Linked DNA regions of Mus musculus: region 2 is linked to region 1. Evidence: chromatin contacts called from public HiChIP or PLAC-seq data. All regions are on one chromosome and are shown on one strand. Each heading gives the region's core, a stretch centred on a gene start, on an enhancer-like site or on the middle of the called end of the contact. The rest is flanking DNA. Distances are from core to core; before and after follow the strand shown. Region 1 overlaps Smad3 (SMAD family member 3). Region 2 holds the start of 2300009A05Rik (RIKEN cDNA 2300009A05 gene).

What was found. HiChIP or PLAC-seq counts read pairs in DNA pulled down with a chosen protein or histone mark.
Region 2: a contact with region 1 is called in an HNF4G HiChIP or PLAC-seq map of pancreatic cancer cells. The contact joins the promoter of 2300009A05Rik here to the enhancer-like site in region 1. A contact is called at or near these places in 1 of 15 datasets of contacts at CTCF or cohesin (the NIH/3T3 cell line), 1 of 484 Hi-C or Micro-C datasets (the HL-1 cell line), 1 of 115 datasets of contacts at active chromatin or transcription factors (pancreatic cancer cells) and 2 of 9 other capture datasets (adipose tissue and pancreatic islet).

Annotation. Positions count from the first base shown.
Region 1 is chr9:63,705,052-63,708,536 of GRCm38.p6, reverse strand. The region is part of intron 1 of Smad3 (SMAD family member 3); the gene reads left to right. Among named protein-coding and RNA genes, the nearest start is that of Gm51710, 25 kb to the left of the region's middle. Within about 2 kb of position 1,961, at least 219 of the 459 cell types and tissues checked have an H3K27ac peak or open chromatin away from gene starts, as enhancers often do. A contact at or near this core is called in the HL-1 cell line, the NIH/3T3 cell line, adipose tissue and 1 more, where this site is marked.
Region 2 is chr9:63,397,506-63,400,802 of GRCm38.p6, reverse strand. 2300009A05Rik (RIKEN cDNA 2300009A05 gene) reads left to right here and starts at 1,559. Exons shown (of 2, transcript NM_027090.1): 1 at 1,559-1,927. The coding sequence starts at 1,582. It overlaps Gm16759 (a long non-coding RNA gene), which reads right to left and starts at 1,486. Exons shown (of 5, transcript XR_003948339.1): 1 at 1,351-1,486.

The DNA.
Region 1 (3,485 bases), core at 712-3,211:
TCCTGCCAAGGATCTGGTGCTGGCTACATAACCACCGTGGAGAGCACCCTGTACACTAGCAGCTGTGGTCATGGCAGTGGGGTGTAGCCCATGTGGAGTCATTTCTCACCACAGTACACGCTACCGCCGTCAGATAAGGGCTCTAGGTACCTTTGGCTGAGAAATGGCCATTCTGGGTTTGGTGTTTGCCAACAAAGCAGTGCCCATGATGAGGACATGCAGATCTAGGATTAACAGACTCAAGCCCTTACCCACGGTGTGCTCACCTAAGATTTGGGTGGAAAAAGAAATCAAATACAATCACAAAAAGCACCAAACAGAGTTCCGGTCAGACAAGTTGCATTTCACTAGGCAGCTGGTGTGGGGTGTGGTATACAGCTGTGAAACAGCTGGCTGCCAGGTGTAGAGCCAGCTTGACCACATGTGAGAGGTCTCCAGGTTCCAGGGCCTCTTCATCTCTGTACATAAGACCCCCATCTCAGAGCAAACTAATAAGACAACATCTGGCTGAGATTTTGATCTCTCAGCTTTGCATGTGTGGGTACCGCACACATCGTCTTAAAGTCACAAGCATCCTACTGCCTGGGTGCTGCCATCATGAGCCAGGCTTTATGTCACAGCCCTGTTGCCAGTGTTGCAGTACCTCCGGGGCTCCTGCCAGGTTAGCTCTGGCCTATCTCTAGTTCACTACTGTGTTCTCTGAGGCCAGCACTGATATGCAAGGCTCAGTGCAGGCATGTGCAATACCTGCTGATGTGCATGGCACAGCAGAGGTGTGTGCAGCACCCATCACTTGGAGCTTGGACTGGTGCTGGGTGGATGTATGTAGAGTTCCTGGAGAGGTCAAAGATGAGGGAGACACTGTGAGTCTTGGGGGATTGAGGTCAGGTCCAGGAGGACAGAGTGGAAGTAGTTCCGGGTTGGCCAGAGAGACAGAGCAATGGTGCTGATGTCATAGGGTACCCAGAAGAATGTCGTTACTTAGAGGCCACTGGGTGACGACAGTCAGGGCAAGTGTCCTTACCCACTGAGCCACCTTGTCAGTCCAATATTGAGCTTTTAGTTTTATTTTTATAGGTGTGATGGTACATGTGTCTCTTCTAAGCGCTTCGGAGGCAGAGATAGAGGCAGAGGCAGGTGGATGGATCTCTGTGAGTTTAAGGCTAGCTTGGTGTACACAGTGAGTTCTAGGCCGGCTAGGGCTGTGTAGTGAGACCCTATCTTGAAGAAAAATAAAGACAAAGAAATTGATCATGTCAATGTCACAGTCAGGAACTGGGCACTTTCCAGGGCCTGGAGCTCCCTAGGGTGTCAGAGGGGATCGGAGAAGGGATGAATTTCTTGTATCTCAAGCCCCTGCCTTGACATTGAGTCTCATAACATTCATAGGACACGGCCTTTAAACAAAAAAGTGTTTCTATTTTTGAATCCTGTTTGTTTCCTTTTTGGAAGCAAAAGATGTGACCTCTGTAACACACGGCCATTGTGACTGAAGGGTAGACCTGGTAGAGGTCCCTGCTTAGGATGGTGACTGCATTGGGCAGTCTCTTGGGGGATCTCCTGAAGAGCCAGCTAGCCCATCCTGGGGAATGAGAGGGCTGAGCTCTGTGGAGTGGAGTTGTCTGGCCTCTGGGTAGATGGTAGGATCCATCCTTCACGGACTCCTTGAGTCTCTGAAGAGCAGGTTTTAAAAGAGGGGTGGGTCTCTGCGGCGGCTGCTGAAGCTCTCCCTTTAGAAAGGAACGTCTCAGGATTGCAGGGGGACCCAGGGTCCCTGAATCCATGCCCTTCGTCAGTGCCCCACATCTTGGCATCTGTAGCTTGGTGGATGCCAGGCCCCTGCATCTTTGTGCACAGATACAGTGACCTATTTCCTGTGGCCTCTTCTCCACCCTGCCTGGGGGGCTGGGGTGGGAGGGTAGCTCTCCGGCTGCCTAGGACTCTGAGTCACAACCCCGGCGTGGAGCCCGGTGGGGATTTCCACGCGGCCTCAGTGCTGTCTTCTCCTGTTTCCTGTCAGCCTGTGATGCAGGCTGGCTGCCAGCAAGGGCCCTTGGCACTTCCGGCCCCAGTCACCAGCCTGCCTATCATCTCTGAGGACACTTTAGTCCCCTGCTCTCTTTTGTCCCTGCCTTGCCCTGGATGGGCAGCTCCTGGAAACTGTGAAGGGCTGTAGAGGGGCAGGAGGGAGAGTATGTGGGGAGGGAGAGCTGGAACAGGGGCAGCTCTGCTCAGTCAGGGGCAGCTATACTCAGGCTCTCTTATGCTGATGAGAGCATTCACGAAGGAGGCAGGACAGCAGGCCCTTGTCCATTCAGCTTCTAAGGTCACCAGAAAGACGTCTGATTTCCTTAGGTCTCCCTAAAACATCTATGACTAAACCAGAGGAAGTCTCCTTAAATATCTGCTGTTCTGGGATGAAAAATACTAAGCCCCAGAGAAGTAAGTGGATGGAGAGAGTAGCTCCTAGCTTCGATTTTAAGCCAGGATCTGTCAGGATAGTTTTGGGGAGGGAACAGGGCTTTGGGGGTTGGGTAGCTCTCTGTCCAGACCCTGCCCTGTGAAGAGGAAGCCATAAGACTGCCAGCTGTGACATTGGCATTCTACAAATCTTTTTTTTTTTTTTTCATTCCTGAATCAGGTGACAAATCCCATGAATTGGTTTTGAGGACCAAATCATGTGTTTCAGAGATCAGCCCCCACTCCTGGCATATTGTAAGGCCCATCACAGGGCAACTGTGTGACAGTGCTGCCGTCACCCCTCCCCCATTCCAGCAGTCCTGTCCTGGCACCACATCTGGTGCACAGCAGGTGCTTAGCCCCTGAATCCCAAAGTTGGGGTGATTAGGTTGGACTTACATTGAAGGTCCCTAAAGAATGGGGCTAAGTATGTTTCTGCGGTGACTCTTGGACTGCTAGAGTGGACAGACTCTTAGCAGGTCCCACCACTCGTGAGAACAGGTATGATAGGAATGTCCTCTGGTGTCCAGCAAGCCTGGGAAAGAGGAATGTGTGCTCCCCTGTCCCAGCTTTTAGGTGTACTGCAGGTACAGCTGAAGTGCTGGTTAGGCTCTCACCTTTTTTGTTTAAAGGCCGTGTCCTATGAATGAATGAAGCCAGGATCAGTGAGTGCCAGGGTGCCAGGTGCCTCAAGACTTGTTGATCTCTGCAGGGAAAACATTCACTTTATCCTGAGCCCAAGGAACAGAGGATTGATCGTCTCTGAAACAGACAAACAGATGGGCAGACAATCTATTTCCCTAGGCTGGGAGATTGCTTCATTGGTGAAGGCCCAGGATAAGGGCTTGAGTTCAGTCTCCACAATGAGGCCGGCCAAAGGCTCTTATCTATGCTGAGAACATTAGTGAATGAAATGACACAAAAAGCTGTCAGCCACCCAGCTGCCACTGAGGGAAGGCCTCCAACAGCTAATAGCCTTTCTAAAACACACACACACACACACACACACACACACACGTCTGTTG
Region 2 (3,297 bases), core at 310-2,809, 310 kb after region 1:
CAAAACCAAGGCAACAAACTAGCTGTGATTCTGTTGTGGTGCCACTTTACCTATGAAACTACTATTAAAAAATTAATTTTATAAATGTTTAGAAATAAACACATTGTGTTTATAATTTTCTTTATATGTTAGAATTCTGTGACAGATTTTGTCTGAAAAAGGGCTCCATTGCTTTTAAAACTTTACTTTGAAAATGACAGTTCTGCTGCAGCTCCCTACCTCCCTTCAATAGTCCTCCTAGCTATTCTGCATATCAAATATATCATGACTTCACCTAATCTTTCTTTAAAAATCGATATCTAATAGAGAATCTTATAAAGTTCAAACTATTTGCATGACTGCAAAACCCCCCTAAATATTTAACATATTTGTGGAATGAACTCAATGTTGACTAACCCAAAACTGGTGACTATAAAAACAAAAATGTTGCTGGAGAGATGGCTCAGTGGTTAAGAGCATTGGCTGCCCTTCCAGAGGACCTGAGTTCAATTCCCAGCTACCACATGGTGACTCACAACCATCTGTAATGGGATCTGATTTCCTCTTCTGGTGTGCATGAAAATGGAGCACTTGTATACACAAAATAAACAAATCTTCTTTAAACATCACACTATTCTACATCCTTCTTGAATTTTCAGCAAATAATTGTTATATAGTTCCAACACAGAGAATTACTTCATTTGCATATGGTACTTTCCAGAAACCTCATCCTATTTACTCATTCTCCCCACAAAAATTGAGGACATATAAGAGTAATGATACTTTAGACATGAGGTTGTATGCTAGCAGAAAGTCTGAGAAATGCTTCCCTTACACTTTCATGGGTAACTGAGATTGTTAAAGGTTGGTGACTGCCAATTCCGGTCCTAGTATTTACTGTGTTCTCAGGAGGGAAGTTTTTCTGAGCTTTAGGGCACTAAATGAGAAAACATAGGACTGCTTTTCGGGTTTTGGGGGTGGTGGTGCGGGGACAGGGAGGCAGTTGAGACTTGCTCTTCTATGTAGCCCAGGCTGGCCTCCACCTCCCCATCCTCACATCTCAGCCTTTTCAGGGCTGTGATTCCAGGCAAGCGCCACATCTGGCTTGGGACCCTATCTTGCACTATCTAGGTAGGATTCAGTCTGGACAGTGAACACGACTGTGAGGACATCTGCACATACGTGCAGTCTGAGGTCACCAAGCGTCCAGCCCGGGCAAAGGCCAGGCCTTGGTGTCAGCTCACTTTCCTGTGCACACCTCAAGCACCTCAGCATCCCTGAGGATTTCCCTGGAGCCCAGCGCCTGACAGCCAGACCGGGTTTGTCGCTGTGGAGGATTGTTTTAACATTGTCTCCCTGCTCCGAGGTTACCTGAGGCCAGAGGTGACAATTTTCCTGATCTGCGCAGTCGCTCCGCCCTCCCGTCCCGTCCTGTGCGCACGCGCCGCACCTCAAGGCGCTCTCACCCGCGCGCTGCCCGCTGGGTGTCCCCCGCCCTGGCCTAGGGTGGTGAGGGGAACACGCATGCGCACACTCGCCTGACCCCGCCCCCAGAGGCCCGGCCCCAGGGGCCCAGGGCCGGCTCCCCGGCGTGCCCCGGCCATGGAGGCCCTGCGGAGGGCCCACGAGGCTACGCTGCGGCTGCTGCTGTGCCGGCCCTGGGCCTCGGGCGCCGCCTCCCGCCCGAAGCCCCGCGCCTCGGAGGTGCTGACGCAGCACCTGCTGCAGCGGCGGCTGCCGCACTGGACTTCCTTCTGCGTGCCCTACAGTGCGGTCCACAACGACCAGTTCGGCCTGTCGCACTTCAATTGGCCGGTGCTGGGCGCCAACTACCACGTCCTGCGCACCGGCTGCTTCCCCTTCATCAAGTACCACTGCTCCAAGGCGCCCTGGCAGGACCTGGCCCCGCAGGACCGCTTCTTCACCGCGCTCAAGGTCATCAACCTGGGTGAGTGGCGGCGCCCTCGTCTGACCCAGGCACTCCTCCATCCCAGGGCGGCCGCTGGCCCACAAGCACGCTGCTCGCTCTCCAGGGCCGGCCCTTCGCATCCCCGGTGGGCTGCTTGCAGCACCCCTGAGGTCGTGCCCTGCCACTGTCCACCCGGGAGAACCCTGCCCAGGGCAGCGAGGAGTGAGTCCCGACAGTGGCTCCGAAGTTGCTTAGCAAGAGTCATTCCCGCGCTCATCACCAAGAGCCTTTGGAGGACAAAAAACTGGACGGACTTTTAAAGTTTCTTTGTCTTTCTGTGAAATCTCAGCAATTGTGTTTTGCTAAAAGCAGTAGGTTCTCTCCAGACATCATATTTTCTCAGGTGCTAGACTTAAAAGATGCTGTCTTTTAAGATCCTTTAGTATCTATATTCCTGAAGATAATCTAATTCTGACGGTCCTCCTGCTAGATGTGTGTGTTCTGTGGTCTAATGGCAGAAGAGTCAATATCACGGATTGTAGATGTGACAGCATTTTATAGATTAGGGAAAAATTCAAGTCCTCAAGATGTTTCGGACCTATTAATAGCTGCTAAAAAAAATATTAACTTAGATGTCAGTCACTCAAACTCTATACAAGGAAGCAGAACCAGTATAATCCAAATAGTTTTTTTTTAAATATTGCTGTCTAGGGATTTATTAACTTTTTTATTAGATTATTTTCTTTATTTACATTTCAAATGTTATCCCCTTTCCTAGTTTCCCCTCCGAAAATCCCCTATCCCCTTCACCCTCCCCCTCCAAATAGTTTTTTTTTTTTTTTCAATCCAAAATTAACACTAAACTCTGTGTAGCCGTACTAGTGTTACATATAGTCTGGTAGTTCATTCAATTTAATAAAGCATGGGCATTTCTGCTTATAATAACTCAAATAGCACTTACGGGATTTTTGAGCCATTGTCCCCCTGGAAAATCCAGGAAGGAGATTATACACCAATGTGTCTCATAACTTGTTTGATCCACTCTATACAGTGTATGTCAACTAATCCTGAGGTTGGTATGAAACTATGGGAAAAGCCAAAATGCTAACAAATTAGATTTGTGAAATGAGTTTATTTTATTATTTTCAGAATTGGCAGGAGTCATTCTTTTCCAAATACTGAGATATAGGTTAGGAAAACTAGTAGGCCAGGAGGAGAAATGGGATGAGGAACTGTGGGAGGGGGACCAGGAGGAGGGCAACAGCTAGACTGTAAAAAAATAAAATTAATAATAAAAGAAACCCTAGCAGGTCAAGCCATAGGTAAACTATATAGGCTGAATCCCTTATATAAAATGTCACAGGTTAAAATAAACATTTCCTTAAAGATACCTGTCATGACTAAGGGTT